Linked DNA regions of Mus musculus: regions 1, 2 and 4 are each linked to region 3. A link is a contact called in public promoter capture Hi-C data. All regions are on one chromosome and are shown on one strand. The core of a region is the stretch at or near the end of the contact, and the rest is flanking DNA. Distances in the headings are between cores, read along the strand shown.

Region 1 (4,111 bases), core at 93-2,592, 2.9 Mb after region 3:
ATCCCACAGATGCCGTAAAACACAAATCTGGGGTTAGTAGTTTGGGGCTGGAGCCTGGAACTCTTCATTTTCAACAAATATCCTGAACCTTCAGAGTCTACAGGACAGTGAACCATTTTTGTGTTTATAGAATATAAGAATATAAGCACTTCCATATATATTATCTTGTTTGTTCCTCGTCACAGTTTAGAGAGATTTGCCAAGACACATATGTTCAACCAAACCCTGCGCATATACAGGTGTAATGAAGTGGATAACTGATTAGCTGTCAACCAAAAAGGGGCATGCAGACAAATAAACAGCTGGAGCTGACCCTCCATACCTAGAGCTCCACATCTGAACAAGGGCAAGATACTCAGGAAAAGAAAAGGTGTTTATGTTAAACACATACAGATTTCATTTTCTTGTCATGATTCCTGAAAGACAACAAAACAAAACCAAACAAAACTGCTGAGAACTATTTGCATAACATTTACATCTATTAGGTAGTATGAGCAGAGACCTGGAAACATTTAAACTAGATGGGAGAAAGCCTGCAGGTCAGTGACTTCAGTATCCCTGGATTTAAATAGTGTTCAAACCAAGCAGGAAACAAAGGGGTTGTGGGTGGGGGTAACTTTACGGGGAGGTGATTTTAGCTGGGAAGGAAAGAAGAGACACCAGAAGCTGATCAGCAGGCTCTCGGCAGGCACTAGGAAGTTCCATCCACCGGGAGTTCAGGCAGGGAAGGTCCCAAATCAGAGGGAGGGTAGGCGGGGCAGTCAGGCCTGTTTGTAGAAGTGAAGGCGGGATTTCAAAATAAGTCCGGAGTAAGCCTTGAGGGTTCAAGTTCAAGAGTGACAGGCCTGGGATTGGTTTTAGATCACGCTGGCGGCTGTGTGGGAAACGTAAACTATCCCCAGTCACCTCATAGGAGCTATGTGTGTTATCTAGAGCCATGGCAACCTGGAGTGGTGAGAACTGCTTGGGGTTCAAGAAACCCAGTAAGGACGACAAGCCTCTCTGGGCACACTTAGGACGTCCAACACAGATGCTCTCATTCGAGGGGACCCGAGGGAAGCCTGGCGCACCCTTGACTCTCCAGCAGCGGCGGGAAACTGAACAGTCCGCGGCAAAAGTACTGCGGGAATTGCAACTCTCTCCCGGTGCCCAGAGAGGGACGCCAAAACTCGGCGTGCGCATCACTGGCCTGCAGGGGGCGCCCCGCCCCGCCCCGCTCCCGCCCCGCCCTCCGAGCCTCCGCCCCGCCCCGCCCCGCCCCGCCCCGCCCTCCGAGCCTCCGCCCCGCCCCGCCCCGCCCCGCCCTCCGAGCCTCCGCCCGCGCCCCTGCGCGGCCCGGGGCGGGCGCAGCCGGCCAGCGAGCTCCCGGGACTGACGACCCGCGCGCTCACTTCCGCGTCCCGCCGCCGGCCGCCGCCATCGGACAATGGGCCGCGCGCCGCGGCTGCAGTGAGCTCTGCTGGATCCGGCCACCGGCCCCAGGCCAGGGGCTGCCCGGTGTGTTTGCAAGTTCGATTGTTCGACGTGGATGTGAGTTTACTTTTTTTCTGTGGACGTTCTCTGTCTTCTTTCGCCTGTTTTGGGTTTTGTGACTTGGAGAAGAGAACTTTTCTAAGCAGGCCGGGCACGGCTGAAGGCTGCTCTGCCCCCACGTGGACGCTCCCCGGGGGAAAAGAAGTCTGAAAGTAAACTTAGCCCCGCTGGCCTGAAGGCCTCAACTCTGGCTGGACTGTGAGTTTTGGAGTCATGACCTTCTTGCTGGGCAGGTGGGAATCTTTATCTGCCTTAGGCTGGACCTGAAACCTCGGCCAGCACCCAAATCTCCCCCACCACATTCACACCTTGAACCAGGGCTAGGCCCCGGACACTGATCTACAACATGGATAAATACGATGATCTGGGCCTTGAGGCCAGTAAGTTCATCGAGGACCTGAACATGTATGAGGCCTCCAAGGATGGGCTCTTCCGGGTGGACAAGGGTGCTGGCAACAACCCAGAATTTGAGGAAACTCGAAGGGTGTTCGCGACCAAGATGGCCAAAATCCACCTCCAGCAGCAGCAACAGCAGCAGCTCCTACAGGAGGAGGCCCTACCTAGGGCAGGCAGAAGCCCGGTCAACGGTGGGAACCGTCAGGGTGCGAGCGGCAAGCTGGCTGCAGATGGGGCCGCTAAGCCTCCTCTGGCTGTGCCAACAGTGGCACCTGGATTAGCTACTACCACTGCGGCCGCGCAGCCCTCGTACCCATCTCAGGAGCAGAGGATCAGGCCATCTGCCCATGGTGCAAGGCCTGGCAGTCAGAACTGTGGTTCCAGGGAGGGGCCTGTGAGTTCCCAGAGACCTGCTTTACACGGCCTGAGTCCCTCCTGTGAAGACCCTTCCTGCCTCACTCACGGAGACTATTATGACAATTTCTCTTTGGCAAGCCCACAGTGGGGTGATAAACCTGAAGGGTGCCCCAGCGTGAGTCTGGGTGTAGGAAGTGGATGGCCTGGTTGCCCAGGGAATGACTCCACATTGCCCAAATCCTGTGGAGACCATCACCCTTACCAGCCACAGCTCTCCACAGTGTGCTCTGGCAGGTCTTTTGAAAGTGGCATCAGTGGCCAGGACGGTGGCATTGGTGGCCATAGCAGCGAGAAGCCAACAGGCCTTTGGTCCACTGCCTCCTCTCAGCGAGTGAACCTCGGTTTTTCTTCCATGGGCTTGGAGAATGGGACCTCCGCTCAACCCAAGGGCACAACTGTTTCAGCACCGATGGTCCCTAGCAGCGCCAGCCAAGGAGCTTGTCCGAAAAGAGATTCAGGTCTGGGATATGAGGCTTCAGGCAGGGTCTTCAAACCCCTTGTGGACACTCAGCCTTGGCTGCAGGATGGGCCCAAGTCTTACCTCTCAGTTTCTGCTCCATTATCCTCGACAGCTGGCAAGGACAGTACCCAGCCAGGTATGACCACCGGGCTGGATCCTAAGTTTGGATGCGTGGAGTCTGGCACTAGTCCCAAGCCCAGCCCCACCAGTAACGTCCATCCGGTAATGTCCACTCCATCTGAGTTATCTTGTAAAGAGAGTTCTCCCAGCTGGTCCACTGACAGTAGTCTGGAACCTGTGCTCCCAGGGAGTCCCACCCCCTCCAGGGTGAGATTGCCCTGCCAGACCCTCGCACCGGGCCCTGAGCTTGGACCCTCCACTGCGGAATTGAAGTTGGAAGCCCTCACCCAGCGTCTGGAGCGAGAGATGGATGCTCACCCCAAAGCGGACTACTTCGGTAAGTAAGATGCTTTGGAGTTGCCTGTGGTGGAGCGATGGTGTCCCCACCAGGATGCTATTATTTCTCCTTCCTCTTTCAGCTACTTCTGCTCCTTTAGAAACTTGAAAGCAGCTGCGGGCAGAAAGCAGCCTTTTGCATATGGGAGTTACCCATGTGAGCAGAGTGAAGCAGGGTGGGATTGCTCATAACTGCCCTCAAAAAAGGGAAATGAAGCTGGGAGGTGGTGATGCTCGCCTGTAATTCCGACACTTGGGAGGCAGACGCAGGAGGATCTCTGAGTTCGAGGCCAGCCTGGTCTATTATAGCTAGAGTTCCAGAACAGCCAGGGCTACACAGAGAAATCCTGCTTTGACCAAACCAAACCAAACCAAATCAACAAACAAAACAAAACAAAACAAAAAAGAGGGAAATTCTGTGAGTTTGTGTTTCAAGGGTTTGAGGTACCACCTCAAGCTTCTTGCAGTGACTGGCTTGAGCTGACCAAATTTGTGGTTGTTCTACATGGTATAAATGTGTGGGATGTGTGGCTTTTGTTTCTTGTCTTCTGTTCATATGGTGGTTCTGCAGGTAGCCATGGACCAGCATCATATCTTTGCCTAGATGCTGGTTACAAAAGGAAATCATTAGCCCCTCCCTGGATCTGCTGCAGCAGGAGCTCAGGGTAAGATCGGAGAAGGAGAGAGACTTCTGCAGGATCACGATAACAACTGGGCCAGGTGCCTCTTGACTCAGTCCACACCCAGCACCAGCCAGCAGCAGGCGATACCCGAAGGTGTGACCTGACACAAGGTGAAGGTGCTTCTCCAGGCTTTTACCCAAAGTTGCAGATTTCATTCTCTCTTCTA
Region 2 (3,973 bases), core at 1,181-3,680, 2.3 Mb after region 3:
ATTATATACTTAAGCAGGGGCAGAGAGGTAAAAGCACTTACCTCACCAGCAACCTGAGTTCCATCCCCAGAACCCACATAAAAGTGGAAAGAACTGACTCCATGCCAACATTAGTGTACACACACACACACACACACTGACTCTATGCCCACTTTAGTACATTGTACACACAGACACACACACACACACGGAGACACACAGACACACACACAGTAATAGTAAATTAAATTTAACAAAAATTGAAGCAAGCCAGGCATGGTGATGATGCCTATTATCTCAGCACTTGGAAAGTGGAGGCAGAAAGATAAGGAATTCAAGGCCAGCCTGGGCTGACTACATAACAAGTAAGGCCCTGTCTCAAAACAAAGCAGTGGGGTCAGAAGTTCACACTGATATAAACTGATTATATTTTAAGAAGCTTCGTTAATAGCCAAGTCAGCTAGTAACATGACTTTAATCCCATCACTTAGGAGACAGAGGAGGGCAGACTTTTGTTACTTGGAGGTAAAGCAAGTTCCAGCCAGGGCTATGTGAGACTCTATCTCAAAAACAAACAACAAAGTAAGGAGAGAGGAAATCTTCCTCACAAGGCCTCCCAATAAAAAAATGTAGAACACCAAGCTCACTGCTACAGACAAGATGCTAATCAGGAAGGGAATGTTGAGAAGAAACAGAATACTTGAATGCAGAATTCAAAATTCTTTCCCCCTCAAACAGTACAAATTACAAAATTAAACACATATTTTAAAGTGGTGAAATGTCACAAGTGCCAGTAACAAGAACACATCAACCTTATCTAAGCACAGGAAAACATCAGATATAAGAACATTCTAATATTTCAAGTAACAAAATACTTCAAAAAAGATTTTAGGGACTGGAGAGGTGGGCTGTTGATTTAAGAGCACTGACCACTGCTTCCCCAGGAGCCTAGCTGACCATAGTTCAATTCCCCGTGCCCACCTGCAAGCTTACAACAGTCCTGTAAGTCTAGTCTTAAGAGATCTGACAGTCTCTTCAGACTTCCATAGGCACCAGGTACACACATGGCATATAGGCACATACAGTGAAACATTTACATAACAAAATCATTTATTTGTTTTATTTTATTTTTGTCAAGGTCTTAAGTATGGCTATGCTTGGTAATGAACAGTACTACCCAGGAAAGTTAGGCAGGAACAGCCTATAGGATGGACCACTGAGTAAAGTTATCTAGTGTCAAGACTGTGTAGTTCAGTTGAACCTGAGTTCAATCGCAAGAGCCAACACAGCAGCAGGAAAGACACCCACAAGTTGTCTTCTAATCCCCACAGGTACACTGCCACACATATACATGCACTCAAACAAAAATAAGATGTAGGGCCAAGTGTGGCAGCACACACCTTTAACCCCAGCACTGAGGAAGTAGAAATAGGTGGATTTCTATGAGTTCTATGCCAGTCTGCCCACATGTTTGATGTATGAGTTCCAGGCTAATATAAGAGGGGGAGGTTAGGGAAGCCCAAACCAACAATTGCATTGTACCGGGGCAGAACCGGTGACAGAAGTTTCAAAGTTTCTATAACATAGGTTTCCAAAGCTTAGATAATTAGAACAATGGACTTTCTGAAGCTGTATTAAGAATGAAGCACTGCTGGGCTGGAGAGCCAGAAAATGAAGCTCACGAAATGAAGTCACCTAAAGCTAAATGGGTTCCCCCATCAGTTCACTTTCTTGCTTTATTTATTTATTTATTTAAATCATTTTACTCTCAAGCAACTCGGACATTACAAAATACTCCTTGAACACTAGAAGACACACACACACACACAAATATATAATATATATATAAATAAGGTTGGGACTGTGAGCACGTTTCAGCTTTCAAGTGCGTTATCAAAGCTGAATTTCAAACGTGCCCTCTCAGCTTAGAAAACATTTCTACCTTTATTACTTTTAAAATTTGAGAGAAGGGCTCATTAAATTGCCCAAGCTCCCGGTCTTTCTGCCTCCGCTTCCTCAGTAGCGGGGATTACAGGCCGGAGCTATCACACCAAGCTGTTCGAAGCTTTTTTTAAAATCTCAAACATTTTACATCACAACCGCAGGGCTTTTTTTTTTTTTTTAATTTTTATGTTTTTAAGGCAATAGCATAACCGACCCACACAGTCAAACATGGACCTACGTGTGGAGTTTGTCAAGAATACCGAGAGTCATAATGGCGGACACCGGACTGCTGGACAACACCGCTCCGATCGTCCCGCTCCCCGCAGAACCGCCCTGGGCCGTGACGCCGCCCGGGCCAGGTCACCGCAACTGTGCCCCGCCGCCCGCTCCTGCACCCGACCTCCCAGCCGCTCACCGACTCACGCCGGAGCACTCAGCATTCTTCCTAATGGCTGTTCGCTCCCAGGGCCCACTTCCTCCGCGGGCCTCTCTGCGAGAGCGGAAGTACGCTTCTGAGGTCTATCTAGGAAGCCCGGAGGAATGCCATCTCAGCTGCTCTCCGCCCAAATGCCTCCCTGGCGCCTTTGATGTCTAGGCACTGGCTTGGCAGTAAGGCTGAAGGTCTAACTTCCATGTCCTGTCCGCTGTGTCTGGAGATAATGTAAAACCCTAATCCTCCGTCAGAGGTTCACATTTGGACCCTACCTGGGACTTCCTAGAGGGTCATTCTGAGAATTATTTTACTCAAGAAAGTTCCTGTGGGTGGAGAATGAAACTTGGCATAGCCTTCACCCTCGGCAGAAGTGAGAGGCTGTAAGGAAGGCGTGTGACTGGAAAAAAATCCTTAGGGTCCCTCAGTAAGAAGAGCATTATCTAGATGAGTGGTATGGAAGGGACACTGTTGAGAAGCAGCCTCTTATCTCCCTGTGTATTGAGTAAAGGTTAAACGATCTGAGACTGGTGCAGGAACTACACCAGGGCACTAACAGGCCCAAATGGCAAACATGGCACTAGCAGGTCTTGCTCTCCCCCTTCACTCTTCCTACCTAAACTGTAAGACCATGACCTTCGGTCAGTGGTACTTACTTTGTGACATTCTCTAGTGAGACACCAAAATACAGATTGATGCAAAAGCAAGAGGTTTACTTTCCGGCACGAAGGATCGACCTTCAATTAGTCCCTCAAGTCAAGCGACTAGAAGGCGAACCCGAATGGCTATTACAAGCAGTTTTTATACATTCAGGTAATTCCTCCCGCTGTGTCTCTAGGGTAGGGATATCCCAGGAATCAAAGACAAGGTCCAACCACCAGGTATAAGGCAGGTGTTCCTCTGTAGTGGACCAAGCCACATCCCCAGTGGCTGGAAGTACTTGCCAAGTCACTTTGGTAGGGTTGGGTGGGGTGCTGAGGCTCAGCACGAGAAGAAAGATACACCACAGCCATCTCATGGTTTCTTTGGCCTTGCGGGTGATCTCCAACTTGGTAATTGTGTGGAATCTCTGAGGTACCTCCGTTAATCAGGGCACTAAGTTTAGTGTCACAGTTCCTGGTGGCTGATCGGGAAAGCTTGCAATCGAGCCATAAGATCTGTGTCAGCTTGAAAAGTCACTCTGGGGTTGGGGGAGCATTAAGAGCCAGGGTCAAGGGAGTGGAGGTCCCATACAGGATCTCAAAGGGAGTTAGATAGAAATGATAGGGAGTATTTCTGGCCCTAAACAATGCCATGGGAAGGAGCAACACCCCGTCTGTACCAGTCTCTACCAACAGTTTGGTTAAGGTCTCCTTCAGGGTCTGATTCATCCTTTCTACCTGCCCTGACCTTTGGGGACAGTATGCACAATGGAATTTCCGATCTGTGCCCAGTAATTTACCTACTCCCTGGCTTACCTGAGAAATGAAGGCTGGCCCATTATCTGAGCCAATGGTTTTAGGCATACCAAATCAAGGAAGTATCTCTTCTAGTATCTTCTTCATGACCATCTGTGCGGTTTCTCTCTTGGTGTGGTAGGCTTCTACCCATCCAGAAAAAGTATCTACAAAGACTAGGAAG
Region 3 (3,905 bases), core at 1,276-3,775:
GGATGATTGGAGAGAATCTTGGTCCTCACAAAGGGTGGACTCCTGAAAAGCAGGAAGTGTTATTTGTGAGAAGTGGGGGTGGATTACTTGCAGGGTTATTCCCAGCACACTGGGTGCTTTTGAGTCTTGTTGTCCACAGTTTACACCTGGACAGGTGGACACTGGAATACCAGGTGGGAATGACCCTGCATGGGGGGAGTCCTGTCATTGTCAACAGCATTTGTGGGCTCTGCGTCTACCCTGTGAAATAGCAGGTGGAAGATTGAGGGCAGGATTCAGGCTATTTCTAGGAAATAGTGCAATGTGGAGTAGTCCTCTTAGCCTTTGAGAAAGGGACGTGAGGCAGAGATGGGTGTGAACCTTTGAGGCAGCCAGGGACAGGAAGGTACAGGGCTCCTGAAGAGAATGGGAAGTGACAACTGGAACTGAGGTAGGTCATGTGATTAAAACAAAAACTGGGCCAGGTGTGGTGGCGGCACGCCTTTAATCCCAGCACTCGAAGCAGAGGCAGGTGGATTTCTGAGTTCACGGCCAGCCTGGTCTACAAAGTGAGTTCCAGGACAGCCAGAGGTACACAGAAACCCTGCCTCGAAAAACCAAAATCAAAAAACCCCAAACTGGTACTTCAGTTTAGCCAGTCCTGATTGGCTTAGTGGGAAGGAAGTTGAAAACACGTGTCTAGGCACTTACTCTGCTATCAGGAAGGTGGTGATCCCATATTTCATAAGCCACCTGTTCATGGGCTCATATTTAGGGATTCTGAGAAAGGGATTAAAGCATACAGACTGGGATAATTCACCCCACAGAATTTAGTAGGAAAAAGAGAGTCTGGCTTCATTAAACAGCACCCTCCCCACACCCCCCAGAGCATTGCCGGCAAGAATTCTACATGGTAGAATTGTAGATAGTCCGAAAGGTGGCCTGTTGAGGCTTGTGGGAAAGTAGACAACACTCAACTGTAATCTTGACATTTCCAGCCTTGCCACCCAGGATTCCTGGTCTGCACACGGGAGTGGGGTAGAATGGGTATTGTTTTGAACTAGCAAGTGATTTGTCAGGAAGCAGCAGTTTTCTTCCCAGGGCTGGGAATTAAAGGACTGCAGGAAGTGGATTTCTGCAACAGAGCCCATATCTAGGTATACTCAGGTTGGCTGCTGGCAGGAGGGCCAAGTCCTTTTGCACTGAAATGCTGGTGGTTAAGAACTTAGCACCTGGAACTGGCTTTACTGGTATAGCCTGAGGTAAGGGGACAGGGGAGGAGGGGACTGAAATCAAGGACAACAGTGCCTGGGAGCCAGCAGTTTCAAAAGCATGGTTACTTCAGTGAGGTATTTGGTGATTGGTTTTCAGGGGTATTTATGAAGGATTTCTTAGCGTTGGGACTGCTGTGGACTTGATAACTTTCAGGAAACAAGGTCTCACTTTGCTTTTCTGGCTTCTGAGCTCCAGGGGCCTGACTGACTTTCTTCTTTCTTTCTTCCTTTCTTTCTTTCTGCCTGTCTGTCTGTCTGTCTGTCTGTCTTTTGTTTTCGAGACAGGGTTTCTCTGTATAGCCCTTGCTGTCCTGGAACTCACTTTGTAGAACAGGCTGGCCTCAACTCAGAAATCTGCCTGCCTCTGCCTCCCAAGTGCTGTGATTAAAGGCGTGCACCACCATTGTCCGCCTCCAGGGGACTTCATGCTTTAGCCTCCAGCATAGGCCATCAACCACCACACACCTTGAACATTGTCTGAGGTAGGGCTTCTGGTTCCTGTCTAGGCCTTTGTAGTGCTAGCATTACAGATAAGTACCATCGTGTCCAGTAAGAAATAAGCTTTTCCTACCTTATCATTTTTACTGCTTTACCATTTTAAAGTTTGGGGTTTTATGCAAATGAGTTTTGCCAGCATATTAGGTCTGTGCCTCATTGTGGTGTCTGAGAATGTTGGGTCCCTTAGAATAGGATTGTGAGCCACCATATGGCTGTTAGAATTGAGTCTTGGCCCTTTGCAAGAGCAACAGGTGTTATTAACTGCTGAGTCTATGAAAATACTTTTCAGGATGATTTGTGTCTTTGTGGGTATATGCTGTGAGTGCAGGGTCAGGCAGTCCAGAAGAGGCCGTTAGATTTCTGGTGCTCAGTTGAGCCACCTGGTGCTGAGAAGTGACCGGCTAAGCTAATTTTCCGGCCGTATCAGCATGAGAAACTGCACACTGATGTCCAATCTTTATTTGTGGGGGTGTGATTTTTTTTTTTTCCCCAATCAATGTTGCTATTTAAAATTGGTACCAGAGAGATCGCTCAAGCGAATTTGTATAATTTCTGCCCGGAGCGGGCAACGCTTACCACCTGCTGCCCAGATGCGCACGCACCCAAACGTCTCAAAGCGCACCTCTCAGATCTTCAGAGCAGATGCGCGGGAGTCTGCGCAAGTGCGCAGGCGCCCTGAGCCACATCAAACCCCTCCTACTCCGCTGGACCGACAAGTGGTGGGGCGGTGTTATCACCGAGATGAGGCCTCCGGAACTCCTAGAGCGGCCGGAGTGCGCTCGCGCTTCCGGGTCGGGGCTTGGCCCTGTAGATAGTTCGGGCGAGTCGGACGTTGACTTACTGCGCCCGGTGCTGGGTCAGAAGTGCAACCTTCCTTCAGCGTTCCCAGCCTGCCACGAGTGGACAATCCGATGTTGCCCCCCCCTCCGTGCCCAGGGACGCATTGGGCCCCAGGAGGCGTCCCCGGGGCGCGGAGCATCATTTCTGTCCCCTCGCCGTCAGACACTCGTGCCTTGTAAGCGCGCAGTCTGCAGAGTGGAGACCTGCGTGGGAGGCAGGAAGACTTTGGATGGGGATGTCCGAGGAGGTTGGGGTGTCACAGTGGGAGATACGGAACCCACGCACCACAGGAGGCTATATTGGGAGTGGTGAGGCTTACGTTGCAGATGCTAGTGGAAGAAAGGAGAACCATGCCAGAACATCCCGTGAGTGTCTGCAAACGAGAGTCACCTGCTGAAGTTAGGAAGTTCATTATTGAGCTGGTTCTGGTGTCCGTTGCTAGTAGGATATGCTGAAGAGGCAGAAGCAGGAATATCAGGAGTTGAGGCCAGCCTGGGTTACACCTTGTGTTGGAGTACCTTCTGCTCTTCCAGAGGAACAAAGTTTGGTTCCCAGAGTCCCTGCGGAGTATTTCACAACCTCCTATCACTCCAGGTTCTTCCAGGGATCTCTGGGAGTACCTGAGTTTGTGTGGCGGACATTGACCACATTCATCCATTAAAACAAACTAAAACGTGTTGAAGAGTTTGCTTCATTCATTGTGGTCGTATTGTCAAGAGACCAGTATTCAGTGTGCGAATTTTCTTTCACTTCCCATACACTTATTTGTGTGTGTATACAGACGTGTGTGCCACAGAGGGTGTGTGGAGGTCACATGACTACCTTCAAGCATCAACTCTTCCACCGTGTGGGTTCAAGAGATGGAACCCAGGTAGTCAGGCTATGCAGCAAGTAACTTTACTCACTGAACCTTCTGGAGGAGGGGAGGGGCTGAGAACGAGGTTTGCTGTGACCTGAGGCTTGTGAGTGCCTTCCACAGACACTTTTGAGAGTTGAGTCTTCTTTTTTGAACTCTTGTCATGCGAACACACACACCATGTTTACACCTGAGGTGGCCTCGTTACCACACGGGTGGAAAAACCTTGGACTTGTTACGCACTTGATTTAAATCAGTTTTTTGGTCACTAAACTCAGAAGATGTTTGCTGTTGCTTTTGTGACTCACATTTAGTTCTGTGACTCCATTGGGGTCAGACCCATAGTTATAAAGATGTTCTTTCTAGGAAGCCAGAACACGCAAACTCTTTGAAGAGAGCTGGCTTTCTCGAGAGACAGGGACATATGGTTTGTAAAGCACTGACTTTTCAGAGCTCAG
Region 4 (3,839 bases), core at 1,144-3,643, 2.5 Mb before region 3:
AACTCTTCATTCCTTAAATTACTTTTGTCAAGGTTTTTGGTTTGGTTTGGTTTGGTTTTTGCTATAGCAATGATAAAGCTAACTTATACATCAAGTTTTGTTATGTACCAAGTTTTCTACTTTTGGCAGTATTTTAAAACTGTTTTAGTAGTAGATATTTTTTTATTAAAAACATCCACTTCCTGCCAGGCAGTGGTGGCGCACACCTTTAATCTCAGCACTTGGGAGGCAGAGGCAGGTGGATTTCTGAGTTCGAGGTCAGCCTGGTCTACAGAGTGAGTTCCAGGACAGCCAGGGCTACACAGAGAAACCATGTCTCAAAAAAAAAAACAAAAAAGAAGAAGAAGAAGAACAGGAGGAGGAGGAGGAGGAAGAAGAGGAGGAAGAGGAAGAGGAAGAGGAAGAGGAAGAAGAAGAAGAAGAAGAAGAAGAAGAAGAAGAAGAAGAAGAAGAAGAAGAAGAAAGAAAGAAAGAAAGAAAAAAGAACAAACAAACAAACAAAAAAAACCCATCCCCTCCCTAAAGAACTTAGCCTGTACACATGACATGTAGAGAAAATGCCTCTAAAACAACGCTAATTAAATGCCATTGAAGATGGTATTAACATGAAAAAACTCTGCTATTACAACTCAGCAATTCTGACACTTTAATTATGTTAAGGATACAGTACTTACAACATAGAATAAACTACAGAAAAATGATTTATAGAGTGGTATGGTGAAATTTCAGTATACAATTTAAATCTACAAACTCACTTAAAACTTTATTCCTCTAAAAATATGTTGTTATTGTTTCACTACAGTATTCTTCAGATACCACACTTTAAAAAAATAAAGTTGGGCTAGAGAGAGGCTCAGTGGTTAAGGGCACTGCCTGCTCTTCTAAAGGACCTAGGTTCAATTCTCACCACCTACATGGAGGCTCAAAACTTCTGTCAACTCTTGATCCAGGGAATACAACTCTTCTGGCTGTCATGGGCACTGCATGCACATGCACATGCACACACACACACACACACACACACACATGCCAGCAAAGCATAACACACATTAAAAACAATGAAAAACAAAAAGGTTTTCATTGCTCAAACAAGGTATTATCAAAATAATACCTGTACTAACCCTAAAAATAAATATTTGCCCCTAAGAGAGCTGAGCCATAGTCGTAACTTATATCAAGGTCCATATTTTTTGATTGTTCAAAACCAAATATACTCCAGTGAAAAAATTATCTACCCATAGGCAAAAACTATATACTCAAAAACCTTCCACAGAACACTGACAGAATTTAAGTTTTCAGTTGACAAAATAATATAGTGCCAAGAAACATGAGCGTTCTTAGTTGTCAATAAATAAATATTAACTATAACTATGACTCTCACATTACTTAACCAGAAATAATCTAGAACTTGTGCTCCTTTTTCTGTCTGTGACCCCCTAAGATTGCAATTAATTTGTCTATGCCTCACCATACAGTTCAATGTTCTAGCATGCACAAGGCTTCGGGTTCAACCTCCAGCACCGCATTGCTTGGTAATGTATAAACCCAAAACCTTGGAGTCAGAAGCAGGAGGTCAGAGAAAAAAAAATTCAAGACTTTGAGGGTAGCCTGGGCTACTTGAGGCCCTGCCGCAAATTTAAAATTAAAAAACAAACGTACAAAAATATGAAGATTTAACAAACTACAGACAGAGAGAATTATAGATGACTAAAATTCTTCACCCGGTGGTGGAAACAAGTGTGTTTGTGGCCATTCTGGGATGCATAAGACTCTGCCTCAAAAAACAAACAAACAAACAAACAAACAAACCCGGAGGATTATCACCTAGAAATAACCGAGAGAGGAGACAACTCTAAGAGCCAGAACAAGTCAAGAGTTGGCCATGGGCTCCTTTTCTCCTGCTACACAGAAGAGCATCCCGGAACCCCCATGAAGTCAGTGAGCGACCTTGCTTCAAAAGATACCCAAGGAGACCGCCACGCGACCCGAAACACGGGGCCTGCGTGGATTCCAGGGGCCCCAGACACGCATCAGCTCTCGGGTTAGCACCACGGTGACAGGCGCCTCTGAGCTGAGCAGCACGGACCCACCTCACGGAATCCCAGTTGCCGCTGAGTGGAAAGGACGCGCTAGAGGGCGCCCTGAACGCGCGCCTCAGCCCAACAGCAGCCAGCCTGCGACGCTGTCTCAGCTCCACTCCGCCTCCCCGCGGCTGGGCGCGACACCTCACCCGCCGCGGGGACCACTGGGACTGGTAGTACGTACGCCCCGCCGCGGAGGCTCACGGGACTCGTAGTGCGCCTCTGCCCTACCGCAGAGGCTCATGGGACCTGTAGTACGCCCCGCCCCGCTAGAGCGCCACTTAGCGGCACCCTATATAGTCTTCAGGTCCGGCTTCCGGTTTCGTCGCGCTGCGCTGGCACCCAGCCTGTGCGCAGCGGCGACACCTTTGTGGGCGGCGGGGCGTTCGTAGACCCTTCTAGAACCCTCTAGGCCTCGCCGCCCCTGAGCGGGGCAGCGGGCGCCGGCGACCCCGGAGTTGACGCGCGTGCTGCTGGGTAACGGGCCTGTTCCGGCGGCCCCGGGCCGCCCCTGCTCGGTTCCTCTGTGACCTCCAGGGCCCCTGACTGCGGGAGCCGCGGCGGAAGACATGGGACTCCCTCGGTGCACCTGTGACGGCCACCTTGACGGGGGAAGCGGTGGCGTCTTCGAGGAAACCGGAAGCCCGTGGTGACCCCTGGCGACCCGGTTTGTTTTCAGCCGGCTTCCAAACACTGGGGAAGCGAAACCCGGTGGCCTTGGGGACCGCCCTACGTAGCCAGGGTTCAGGGTGAGTGGATCGCTCGCGCTCGCCCGGACGGTGGAGACAGCCAGGAGGGGCCTGGTGGCTGTCGCCTGGCCAGACGCACTTCGCTTTCTGTCCCCGGCGCCCTTCTGCTGTTCAGAGCGGCCCAGTCTAGCATCCCTGGTCCCTGCCATCCCACAGCCCCGCTTCCACGGGCTTTTTTTTTTTTTTTTTTTTTTTTTTTTTGCCTTCCCGCTCGGGGATTGCTCAAGTTCGGTCCGTGCTCTTGACTCGCTGGGAACGCTTTCAGTTTTATTTCCTGCACTGGGGTGGCATTTATATCGGAGAGGGAAAGAGGGACGTGGGTAGTGCCGGTGGCGTCTGGGAGTGACCATCAGTCTAACTTGCATGTTTCAGTCCCGTTTTCCGGCTGGGTTGCAAGGCAGGCTAACAGTGGTCCTCCTCGCAAGGAACTCGGAATACTCAGAAAGAGAGATAAAATACCCATGGAAGCTACTAGAAATCAGAAATACCATGTGATGATCAAAAACATTGACATACTGAGACTGAAATTGACCTCTAATCCTTAAGTACAGAAGAGCCACCCCACCCCCGTTTGAATTTTAAGTTGGATTGAACAAAATCTTAAAACAGTTTCATTTCTAGTTCTCAAAAAATGTTCTCCTTACCCTGTCTGTAGTGATCACTCCATCGTCTTAAATGGAAAACAATTGGAATTATTCGCTGAATGGCTACAGAGTGTTGAATGCTCTAGGTTTGTAAATGGACGTTTTCATGTAAATGCGAGAGATTCATTGATGTCTAAAAGGCAGCTTGCTGTCGTGGGAATGCCAGTGGATTAGATGGATAGCCCAGATGTGTAAGCATCGAGTTTTCCACTTCCTCTCTTGAGGAGAAGGCTGCTTACTCTGACTTTCTCCTTCCCCCTTTTCTGAAGTCCAGGGCTTGCTTACCCTCCAAGGCACCCAGTTATAATTTCTAAGAGCTAGGCTGGCTCTGAAGTTGACAACTTAATTTGTATGTTTAATTACTT

The links. Promoter capture Hi-C pulls out the DNA fragments that hold promoters and counts their contacts.
Region 1: a promoter capture Hi-C map of pre-B cells shows a contact between it and region 3, with 2.5 times the contacts expected there. The contact joins the promoter of Limd1 here to the promoter of 5830454E08Rik in region 3. A contact is called at or near these places in 2 of 39 promoter capture datasets (liver and pre-B cells).
Region 2: a contact with region 3 is called in a promoter capture Hi-C map of pre-B cells, with 8 times the contacts expected there. The contact joins the promoter of Zfp445 here to the promoter of 5830454E08Rik in region 3.
Region 4: a promoter capture Hi-C map of pre-B cells shows a contact between it and region 3, with 3 times the contacts expected there. The contact joins the promoter of Azi2 here to the promoter of 5830454E08Rik in region 3. A contact is called at or near these places in 2 of 39 promoter capture datasets (liver and pre-B cells).

What each region holds. Positions count from the first base shown.
Region 1 is chr9:123,477,359-123,481,469 of GRCm38.p6, forward strand. Limd1 (LIM domains containing 1) reads left to right here and starts at 1,343. Exons shown (of 8, transcript NM_013860.2): 1 at 1,343-3,263. The coding sequence starts at 1,880.
Region 2 is chr9:122,863,576-122,867,548 of GRCm38.p6, forward strand. Zfp445 (zinc finger protein 445) reads right to left here and starts at 2,431. Exons shown (of 7, transcript NM_001359935.1): 1 at 2,339-2,431.
Region 3 is chr9:120,574,806-120,578,710 of GRCm38.p6, forward strand. It overlaps 5830454E08Rik (RIKEN cDNA 5830454E08 gene), which reads left to right and starts at 2,526. Exons shown (of 1, transcript NR_073359.1): 1 at 2,526-3,268.
Region 4 is chr9:118,038,129-118,041,967 of GRCm38.p6, forward strand. It overlaps Azi2 (5-azacytidine induced gene 2), which reads left to right and starts at 2,394. Exons shown (of 8, transcript NM_013727.4): 1 at 2,394-2,830. Zcwpw2 (zinc finger, CW type with PWWP domain 2) reads right to left here and starts at 2,731. Exons shown (of 9, transcript NM_001378466.1): 1 at 2,091-2,731.